3 separate regions of the Mus musculus genome follow, and all the other regions are linked to region 1. A link is a contact called in public Hi-C and promoter capture Hi-C data. All regions are on one chromosome and are shown on one strand. The core of a region is the stretch at or near the end of the contact, and the rest is flanking DNA. Distances in the headings are between cores, read along the strand shown.

What was found. Promoter capture Hi-C pulls out the DNA fragments that hold promoters and counts their contacts. Hi-C and Micro-C count contacts between places; a contact is called where the count stands out from the background.
Region 2: a contact with region 1 is called in a promoter capture Hi-C map of hippocampal neurons, with 4 times the contacts expected there. The contact joins the promoter of Srrm4os here to the promoter of C330018A13Rik in region 1. A contact is called at or near these places in 2 of 39 promoter capture datasets (cranial neural crest and hippocampal neurons), 3 of 484 Hi-C or Micro-C datasets (embryonic stem cells, growing oocytes and uterus) and 2 of 115 datasets of contacts at active chromatin or transcription factors (both in embryonic stem cells).
Region 3: a contact with region 1 is called in a Hi-C map of embryonic stem cells, with 7 times the contacts expected there. The contact joins the enhancer-like site here to the promoter of C330018A13Rik in region 1. A contact is called at or near these places in 3 of 484 Hi-C or Micro-C datasets (the N1E-115 cell line and embryonic stem cells) and 7 of 115 datasets of contacts at active chromatin or transcription factors (embryonic stem cells and epiblast stem cells).

What each region holds. Positions count from the first base shown.
Region 1 is chr5:116,122,083-116,125,616 of GRCm38.p6, reverse strand. C330018A13Rik (RIKEN cDNA C330018A13 gene) reads right to left here and starts at 2,003. Exons shown (of 2, transcript NR_153384.1): 1 at 1,790-2,003. Ccdc60 (coiled-coil domain containing 60) reads left to right here. Exons shown (of 14, transcript NM_177759.3): 14 at 1-36.
Region 2 is chr5:116,436,772-116,440,305 of GRCm38.p6, reverse strand. It overlaps Srrm4os (serine/arginine repetitive matrix 4, opposite strand), which reads right to left and starts at 1,584. Exons shown (of 4, transcript NR_015595.3): 1 at 1,468-1,584; 2 at 870-937. Srrm4 (serine/arginine repetitive matrix 4) reads left to right here. Exons shown (of 13, transcript NM_026886.3): 13 at 1-1,034.
Region 3 is chr5:116,408,507-116,412,040 of GRCm38.p6, reverse strand. It overlaps Hspb8 (heat shock protein 8), which reads left to right. Exons shown (of 3, transcript NM_030704.3): 3 at 2,551-3,534. The coding sequence ends at 2,710. It overlaps Gm36841 (a long non-coding RNA gene), which reads right to left. Exons shown (of 6, transcript XR_878708.2): 2 at 1,639-1,860; 3 at 508-593. Among named protein-coding and RNA genes, the nearest start is that of Gm36841, 3.6 kb to the right of the region's middle. Within about 2 kb of position 1,525, at least 44 of the 459 cell types and tissues checked have an H3K27ac peak or open chromatin away from gene starts, as enhancers often do. A contact at or near this core is called in embryonic stem cells and epiblast stem cells, where this site is marked.

The sequences.
Region 1 (3,534 bases), core at 754-3,253:
ACATACAGATGAATAAATGAATGGATAAAGAGATGGATAAATAGGTAGTAGTATAGGCAGATGGGTGGGTGGATAAGTGGATGCGTAGAGAGATGGATAACTGGATGGGTGGATAGATGAATGAATGAATGAATGAATGAATGGGCAGATGAATGAGTGGGTGGATGAATGAATGCATGCATGAATGGGTGGATGGATGAATGAATGAATGAATGGGTGGATGGATGAATGAACAGGTAGAGTATAGATTCAGGGACAGATGAATGGTTAACTGCGATGCACATAAAGAAATGGCATGTATGTGTGCACACGTGTACATTCATGCTGTGCATGGGCACATGTGGAAGGCAGAGGTTGACATCAGGATACCTTCTGATAAAATGAGAAGTGAGAGGAGAGAACGGAGCCCTGAGGACAGACAGACAGACTCACAGACGCACCACTGACTGATAGGTTGCTCCCTTCTACACAGTGTGGAATGGATTATCTGGTTCCAGCTCCACAGCCCCCACGGTCCCCACAGCCTCCACGGCCCCCACGGCCCCCACGCACTGGCTTTTTGCTGTTCTGCAAACAAGGAGACAGAGGCTCGAAAGGATTCTTCCACTCTTTTTAAATTTAAATTACATTTATGTTTTGCTTGTATAAGGTTGTGTGTATAGATGTGTGTGCATATGTTTGTGTGTGCACATGCATGCCTGCATGTGTGTGTGCATTTGTGCATGTGTGAGCATGTGTTTGTGCATGTGTTTATGCGTGTGTGCGTGCCTGTGTGTGTGTGTGTGTGTGTGTGTGTGTGTACATACACATAGGCCAGAGGTGAACATTGAGTGGCCTTCTACCACTCTGTCTTTTTCGTGTGCTGCTAGGATAAAAACTACTCTACCCTGCCAGGGATGGTAGTGGACACCTTTAATTCCAGGCCAGCCAGAGCTATGCAGTGAGATCCAGGCTCAAAAAAAAAAAAAAAAAAAAAGACAAAAAAAGAATAAATAAAACGCTGACTAAAAGCAACTTGGAGAGGAAAGGGATTTATTTGGCTTGCAGGGAACGGTCCATCATCATGAAAAAAGTCAAGATATTAACTCTAGGCAGACACTGAAGCACGGGCCATGGAGGAACTCTGCCCACTGGCTTGCTCTTTATAAATCACTCAGCTAGCTTTCTGCTGCAGCCTCGGACCACCTGCCTGGGGACAGCACCCTCACAATGGATTGGGTGCAATCCCCCACAGACATGCCTGGGGTTACAGTGGTGAGAGGGACTCCTCAGCTCCGTCTCCCTTCTCCCAGGGCTGTTCAGGTTTGTGTCAAGTTGACAAACACCATAGCATGCTTCACATTTAATATTTTGAGACAGGGTCTCTCACTGCACCCGGGGTTTGTGGATTCAGCTAGGCTGGCTGGCTATCAGGCTTCTAAGCGCGCCTGTGTCTGCCTCCCAATGCCGGAGTCTGTGGCACATGTTCCCCACCCTGGCTTTTTGACATGGGTGAAAGGAGCTGGACTCAGACCCTCACGCTTACACAGTACTGACTCCCCAGACCCTGAACTTATTTGTAACTGATTCCTAACTACATAAAAAAATTGAAACTGTGCATACTGTGCTGGGTGATTTTTATGTGTACGTGGTACTGTGTTCAATCACAAGCAAACACAGCTCACTCCTCAAATGGTTTATCATTTATAATAAAAATGTCCCAAACCCTTCCTTCCCTGTTGTCTTTTTAAGCAAACTGGGTCATCTGTAGCTACGGCTGTCCTGAGTGTGCCACCCTAGAACTCCGTACCTTCATCCAGCTTTGGATCAGAACAGAGCCCTTTGGTCCACCTTGCCCAACTGTGGTTGGCGCTTGAAGTCTGGTCTCCCTGATGTTCACCGCATCTCTCTGAGGGAAAATGGAGCATTACTTTATTTATAATCCCCATTTTTTTTTAATTAAGCATACAAAGACACCGACGATCTGTGGCAGAGCAGAGTCTAGAATGAGGTCTGTCTAGGACAGGAAATAGCCTGAAATCACAAGACTTTCTGCTTCCTCCACGCCAGACTCCAGCTCGGTCGGTCTATTGCTCGTAACTATGGCGCCATCTAGTGGCAACTCTTAGCACCACTCTCACCATGCCCTTGAGCGAAACCTAAGGGTCTTGCCCAAAAGGGAAGGCAGAGACTGTCAACAACAGTAACAAGTCCTACATGCTCAGACAAGGAAGACGGTTTGTTACTGAAACATGACCCGGAGCAAAGAGCAGCAACACAAGCATCATCTCCAGTCTCTTGGGCTTCAAGAGCCCCAGGGAGAAATCTTTTTGGAGTGAACAGCTTCATCAGAATCCGAGAGAACAGCAACAATGTATCTGGTCCCCAAAGTTGCCATCCCGCTAGACTTCACAAGCCATCTACGTTGCTGCTGCGATGGAACTGTATCTTCCCTAGAGAAACACTTCCAGTAGATATCGGTGGAACTTTCTGTTTATACAAACAGTTCTTTTGTTGTTTATTTGGTTTTGAAGCCCAGCGTTGTGGGAGCGGATCTTGAACTTGCTTATGTATCTGAGGCTGGCTTTGAACTCCTGAATCTCCTGCCTCTATCTCCCAAGCACTGGAATCACAGGTGTGTGTACCACTATGCCTAGTTACATAGCCCTTATTTTTTTAAAAAAAATCCTATAAAAAGCAAACCACAGGACATATTTAGGCTAAGAAGTCAGAGTTTGGGGACACCTGCTTGAGGGTGAGTTTAAAGAAGACGAGTTTCTATTCTTTCCAAAAGAACACACTGGGAGAGCTGATGAAGTGAGATAACTTCAGCATCTCTTTAGATATTTAGAAAACGACAATGGCTATCTTTTCATGGGAAGAGAACAGGTGCCCCCGGGGATCAGGGGGGCTTCACTGGTGTGAACTAGATAGCATGCATCCCTCCCATGCTCAGACCTTCTCTCACCGAGAGCACAGCTACAATGTAGCCAGCATCGTGGGGCCTTCCCAGAGATATCCCATCAAGCACCAGCAAGGGACGATGATGTACGAGAGAGCCAGCAGGCTGTCTGTGTGTGCCGCATGCCAGGTGTTGCAATAAACCAGTGGTTCTCAAGCTTCCTAAAGCTGTGACCCTTTAATGCAGTTCCTCATGTTGGGGTGACCCTCTTCCCCCAATCATAAAATTCTTTTCAGTGTTACTTTGTTATTGCAATGTGCCTCAGGTACAAATTAGTTCATGGATTCTGCTACTGTTAAGGAATTGTGATGTGCATATCTAACATGCAGGATATCTGATATGTGCCCCCTTTACACCCCCACCCCGTGAAATGGTCGCGTGACCCTTAAAAGGGGCCACACTCACAGGTTAGAAACCACTGGGTTAGAATTAGAGTGGAGGACATACTAAGTGCAAATGACTTCATGAGACAGAGACATCTTCAGCCCCCAAAGTCCCCAAGAATCTCGACATAGATATGATAAGGAAGAACGGGCTGTCAGAGATTTACAGTACTGGTTTTAAGGTGTTGGGGACCAGCAAGATGGATTAAG
Region 2 (3,534 bases), core at 335-2,834, 320 kb before region 1:
CCAAAAGGGTTTAAAGAAATACAGATATGGGATGCTACCAAAGGTTGAAGAAGAAAGCAGTGAGTTTTGTCTTTCTCCAGGCTGACTTCCAACATTGGGGTTTTGTTGTTTGTTTTAGTTTGTTTGATTGTTTTTTGTTTTTTGTTTTGTTTTGTTTTGTGCTGCATTTTTCTTTTCCTGTGGTGCTGAGGGTGAAACCCAAGACCTCATGCACATTAGGCAGAGATTCTAGCGAGTGTCATGCCCTCAGACCTGGGCTAGAGTCCCCCTCCCCTCATCCTCTTCTGCGTACATTCTGAACAGTCTTCTCACGGGTGTCTGTGCCCCACCCTGGTTTTCTCTCTGCTGAGTAGAAAATTTTATTTAGTGATATGTGTATGACACATGCCCCCTTCCGCTGGTCAGCCCACCAGAGACACTCTGGCCAAACACAACACCATCAGACAACACTTTAAAGAATGCTATGCCTTCTCTGTTCGTTCTGTACCGATGAGCCAATGACAATGACATCATGGTCACCATCCCTCTGTCCTTAATTTTTATTTCTGTTTGTGTATTTGGGATTTTGTTGTTGTTGTTTTAGCTTTTTGTTTTGCTTCATTATTCATCTCTGTTTTGATTTTGTGGTTTTGTTCTTTTCTTTTTTTGGCGGTTGTCAGTTTTGCACTGTAAATACCATGATGTGAGCCTGACCTCAGAACATGGCTTACTTAATAATTTATTATTTCCTATTTATTGAGTGGTATTGAAAAGTGAGGGGGACCAGCCCTCCTGCTGGGTTGTTATTGAAAACCCACCCATCTCTCAGCTCTGGGTGCTGCTGTCTGTGGTGGGGGAATTATCACCCAGGTAATGAGTGCTAGACTTACCAGCCAAATTGGAATCGCAGAAACAGAGGCTTCTGTCATACAAATTAAGTCCAAAAGGATCTAAAGCACTAGGGGGAAAAAAAAAACCTCATTTAGATGGAACTTAATTGAGGAACTCAAATGCCTGTACTCGAACCAACTTCTATTAAAAAATCACAACTGAAACACAGAGAGAGAATCCTTTTTCCCTGGCTACATGAAATTATGTCTGTATTAACAAGCTGAAAACAGGAGAAAGCTATGGGATTCTTTTGTGGTTCTCTTTGGGGATAAAAGGAGTGGATCTTGGGTCTCAGTCTTGTCTTAGAAACCCAATGGACTTGGCTGGTGTGTTCTGGAGAGGGCATGGGAGAGAGCTCTGCTCTGGCGCAGTGAACTCCATCCTGGTGGATATCATGGATATACCATGTTGTAGTAATGTTTAATCCCAACCTGAGGTTTCTACCCCACCTTAGACCATTTAGTTCCCGGATAAAAGACACACACCATCTTTATATTTACAATAAGCCTTAAGCAGCTCAAAGAGCTGGGCAGATATGTACTCTCTATGCTGTTAGAATTGGTAACCTCTTATCGATAACCCCAAGTTATCACTTACTATGTTTTATCTGGGCTGCTCTTAACGCCAATCAGCCAGCCCTCAGGGCCATTTTTTCTTGACTCCTCACCCATGGCAGCTTCTCCTCCCTCCTCCTGCACCTTCTTCTTCTCCACTGTGGTTCTCCCCCATCCCAAGCCAGGGAGAAACCTCAACCCCACCTATGTCTCTTCTGCCCAGCTATTGGCTGTTGGCATCTTTATTTCCCAACCAGAAATAACTCACAGTGGGGGTGGGGGTGGGGGTGGGTAGGGTTACAGGTCTAAGTGCAGCCGCCCAGTCTTGTGGTCCCACACTTAGCATTACAATAGACAGCAAGGCTGATGGCCATCAACCAAGGAAGCAAGCAAAAGGATAGGGGGCTTGGAATTTCCTGCAGGGCAAAGTAGGAATTAGCTGGGATGTGGGATGCACCAAGGTTATGAAAGTCACAGAGACTAACTCCAACGCTTTTTTCGTCTAATTTAAACTCTCCAAGTCCAGTCTCCCTCGAGTCATGCTGGGGGAACACAAAGTGGCTCTGCCCTGTCCTGACTCTAATCATGGTCCATTGTTAGACTGCTTCTTCTACAACTATTCTGATGAGCTGGTGACAAAGGTCCTAATGGCTACTTTTCAGTTGGGAGGGGCTGAGGCCCGTGGAAAGGGACTGTCATTCCTAGCTCTTAGAACTGGCATCTGCCTGACTCCGTGTCCCTTGTCCCTTGGTGGAACCTTTCTAGGGGGACCTAAGCAGTGAGCACTCCACACTGTGTCTCTTTTCTCCAAGGCTAAGCTATTTCCTCCAGTGGTCATTGGTCAAGGACCTAGCTGATTCTGCCCCCCAACACACACACCTCAAAACCATTTCTTTACATGAGGGGCTGGGATTCCCACCTGGAAAATCTCAAAGCAGAACACTCTCAACTCCCCCTTGCTCAGCCTGACCATGCAGCAGCTGCCCAGAATGACTTCCCTCTCTAGTGACACATACTGTGCCCTCCAGCATCCTGGGAGCCTGTCTCAGCATTACAGTGACCACAGCTCATCATCACCTTCCCAAGGGTTTCCAGGTTTTCAGCCTGTAGGATCCACACCTCTGTTCTAGTTAAGGTCCATGCTAAGGTGTTCTCATACATGGCCCAGTGTCTTCTGGGTATGGGATGTTCAGAGAAGGAAGACAGGGTATTTGGGAGCTCTTATGACCTACCTGCTGTGTGTCACACATAGATCCATATGGGTCAGCGCATTTGTTGAATTTCTCAAACAGATGTGTAACCATTTGGGTAATTTTTTTTACTTGTGTGTGTGTGTGTGTGTGTGTGTGTGTGTGTGTGTTTTCACACACATGCAGAGGCCAAAGGATAACTTCAGGTGTCATTCCTTCAGGTGCTGTCCAACTGCTTTTTTTTTTTTTTTTTGGAGACAGAGTATCTCACCAGCCCGATGGCCAATGTGCCTCCAGAATTAGCCTGTCTCCGCCTCCCGCAATGCTAAGGTTACATGTGTGGGACACCATGCCCAGTCTTTTTACATGGAGAACACATTTATGAAGAAATTTATCAATTGCGTCATCTACCCCACCTGGGTTTTGGATGCCCATGTGCTCAGATGGTGGTAGCTTCTATGCATTTCCTCAGAAATCCCACTCAGAACCATCTATCTCACCGTGCAGCCTTATCTTAGCCTTCACCGAAGTCCCAACATTAGATTTTCTTCCTAACAGAAACTGAAGCTTAGGAAAACAAAGCCACTCACCCAAGAGCCAGAGTCTCCAGAGTCAAGGACAGAATTCAAGCAAACTGACTCAGAACCCCAGGTTGCCAGCTGCTCTCTATAGCTCCGGAGTTTATACATATCTAACCTCTTCCTTCACGGTCTGACAAAGGCTTTAGATCCTAAACCTCTAGGACAGTTCTACTGTTCTCTGTGTGGCACTGGACAAGGGTCACACCTGTAGGTGACTAGTTTGCTGATCTGTAGAGTAGGTTAGCAGCAGCTACCTCCTTGGGCTTCTATGGGAACAAAATGAGATAGTCAGTTCCTTCAATACAGGAAAATAGGGATAGCATTCAGTTAACGATAATG
Region 3 (3,534 bases), core at 276-2,775, 290 kb before region 1:
GTGGTGGTGATGATGAAATTATTGTGACATCATCATCATGACAATAATGCTGGAAAAATGCCCAAAGTTGACCCCCGACCTCCACATGCTTGTACACATGGAACTTGGTTGTCTTTAGAGGACAGAAATATTTCATTAGACAAGCCCAGGGTTCTTTGAGGATCCCAGTTATGCAGAGTGGGATTTCACCTAAGTACAGGCCTTGGGCTTGGAAGTACACCCTGTCCCAGAGGCCTATCTGTGTTGGGTAGGAGAGACAGTTTGGAGGTACCTAGCAGGTCGGAGGCAGGCCCTTTTCGACCCCCAGCTTGGAGGACAAAACAGGAAACAGGATTCAGGAAGTCATGGGGAAGATGCCCAGCGCATCACACTTTGTTCTCTTTGCCTCACAGCTCCTCGGGTATCTGGTCAGCCCCTGCTTGACCTCTGTGGCTTGCTGTGGCCATGTTATGAGGTCTACAGGCTTAGTCCTAAAAGAATCCCATTGGGCGAGGTTATTAAACCCACCTTGTCCGTGAGGAAACTGGAGTTGGGAGGGGCGGGTGACAGAGTCGCAGCGCTGGTAACAAATAGATGCAGAGCTTTAGAAAACCCTGGAGGAGAAAAGAAGGAGAGATCTGAGCATGTCGGTGGAGCTGGGGAACGGAAGGCTGAGGAGACAAGACCCAGGGAGAACACCTCTGCAGGGTTTGTGTGGATGCTCAGATAACCAGGCTCTTCAAGGGAGAGCGTGGGACACCAGGGGTTGGAAAGGAAAGGGAACTGGGGAGTTGGGAGCTGGGGAGATAATAGCTCAGTCCATGTGGTGCTAGACACACAGGAGGACCTGCTCTCCAGCCCCAGAACCCATGAAGGAATTCCAGCATGGTGTCATGTGCTCATCAATCCCAAGGCTGGGGAGGCGGAGGCAAGAGGTTCCCTGGGATATGCTGGCCGGACAGCCTAGCCTAGTCAGGGCGTCCCAGATCTCCAGAATAGATCCCACCAATAAAGATGATGAAATCGATGAAATCATCATCATCGTCGTCATCATCATCATCATCAGGCTGGAAAATTCCTGAGGAACAACACCCAAAGTTGATTCCTGACTTCCACATGCTTGTAGATGAGGTCATACCCACGTGAACACACACACACACACACTCACACACTCTCACACACACTCACTCACTCACACACACTTTGATAAAAACTGTCTCTAAAAGAAATGAGGTACCGTGGAATTTGACCACAGGTCCCTCTCTCTACCTTCCTGCTGGATCAAGGGACCTCAGATGACAGCTTTCACTGTCCCCATGTTCTCAGACTTAGTAAACTTCCATTCCTCCCATCACCGGCTTAGGGCTTTACCCCCCTCCACGGTCAGCTGGCTTTTAATAACATTAAATTCTCACCACCGACGACGTGATCCCTCAAGAACCCACCTATGAGGGAAATAAACTCAAAGACTCTACCCTGGGCCAGTTCTAATGAGATAAAGCCAGTTGCTCTGGGACCCAAGTTTTAAGCCAGCTTTTACCAGGAAAGAGAAAGCAGTTAGTGAAGGGCCCCAGAGGCGTCTTGGGTATTTAGCACTCGGTGGGGGGCCGACATTCAGATGCAAATGAGAGCCAAAAGGAGAACTTAACTTCTCCCTACCTCGGGAATCCAGTTTACTGGAACGAGTCTAGCTCTGTCTCCAGGCTTCCGTTTCTCCATGTACGAGATCATCCTTCTGGGTCACTAGGAAGGTCTTTTGGGCTCTGATACATATCAAATATCTACAACTGTCAGGATGCCAGCTTGCGGGGCCAGTGACAGGGCAAGGCATCCTCGCACCACTCAGTGTGACTCCAGGATACGAATCTGGCATTCTTTTCCCTACAAGGAAGTAGGTTTGGGAGGAGGTCAGACCATCAGTTCCCTTCTGCTGGTTGGAGAACCAGAACGTAAATTCAGCTCTGCTGGCCGGGGGTGGGGGTGGGGGTGTGTGGGGGGGTGGGGGGTGGGGGGGTGGGGAGTGTGGGGGGGTGTGAGGCAAGCTATACTTATACCGGGCTAGCACACGAACAGTTAAAATACATCCCCCTCACAGTGGGAGGGGAGGGGCTGTAGGAGGGAGGCCCCCAGCCAGGCATTGTCTTCTTGCTTTCAAAGCTTGGCTTGGCGGTTATCCAAGTCCTACAGAAGCACCTTTGTTGATCTTCAAAGTTCCGGTCTGGCAAGGTGGCTTTGGGAGGGCTTTGGGCTTCTGATAATAGGAAATAGGAAACACAAATACACACATGCACACACATACACATACAAGCATACACACATACACACACAGATACACACAGATACACACACAAATACACACATACACACATAGGCACACACATGTACACACACATGCACACACATACAAGCATACACATGCACACACATACAGACACACACACACATACACACACATACACTTGTACCATACACATGCTTGCATTCAAAGGAACATTTTCTTTTCAATGAACACGGTAGCTTTAGCTATATGAAAAACAATCAGTGGTAAGACCTTCTGTTTTGCTCTCCCAGGCTCCCTGCAGAAGTGGATCCAGCCACTGTATTTGCCTCGCTTTCTCCAGAGGGCCTGCTCATCATCGAGGCTCCCCAGGTCCCTCCGTACTCACCCTTTGGAGAGAGCAGCTTCAACAACGAGCTTCCTCAAGACAACCAGGAAGTCACCTGTTCCTAAGACGTCAGCCTTGGTCCTTCTTCGCTCCCATCCCCAGCCCCAGGGACTCTCTGATTTGAGGGTACACTACTTTAGCAGCACTCAGATTTAAGGCAACTCAGATGTTGGGGGATGGGAGGGAGAACCGAACGACCGTCCCTGGATGATGTAGTAATAGATTTCTCCACAGGGTGACGCAATGGGTCAGCCTTGCTTGGTTGCGTTAGGTCAAAGGATTGGGAGGTTTTTCTTCATCTTATCTGGGTGAAGACGTCTCGCAGTCTACAGTTGCAAAACAAGCAAATGGGGACTGAAGATTTCATGTTAAATTTTTACCTTGCAGTTAATGCAAGAGTTGCTTTTCTCTGGGGACCTTCCCATCACCCAGATCCCTGCTCTGGACCCTCCTTCTACGTGGCTTGGTTGATGGGACTCATTGGCTCACCTCAGTGTGTTTCTAAACTCTTTGTCTAGAAGAGGTTATGGGCAGGTCTTATATCCCCATATGGGATTTATCCTTCACCACACAACACAGTGCCTTTTTTTTGCAGCATGACCCCATGGCTCTCAAACCATCACCACCAAGAACTCTGGGAGCCCCTCAGTTAATTCTCTGGCTAAGGTCCCCCTTTATTGTGTCCCCTGTGTCCAAGTCACATTTTTACAGAGAGCTGTCTTGGAGCAGCTCCGCAAGGAACCAAGCAAAGGCCAGACAGCCTGCACGCAGGCTAGTGGCATTGTGTGTGTGTTTGAGGGGTGGGGAGGATGTGTGTGTCTTTGTTGTGTGAATTGTGCTGTTGTTTAGAGGGAAAATAACGGTGAATAATAATGATGATAATAAAGGA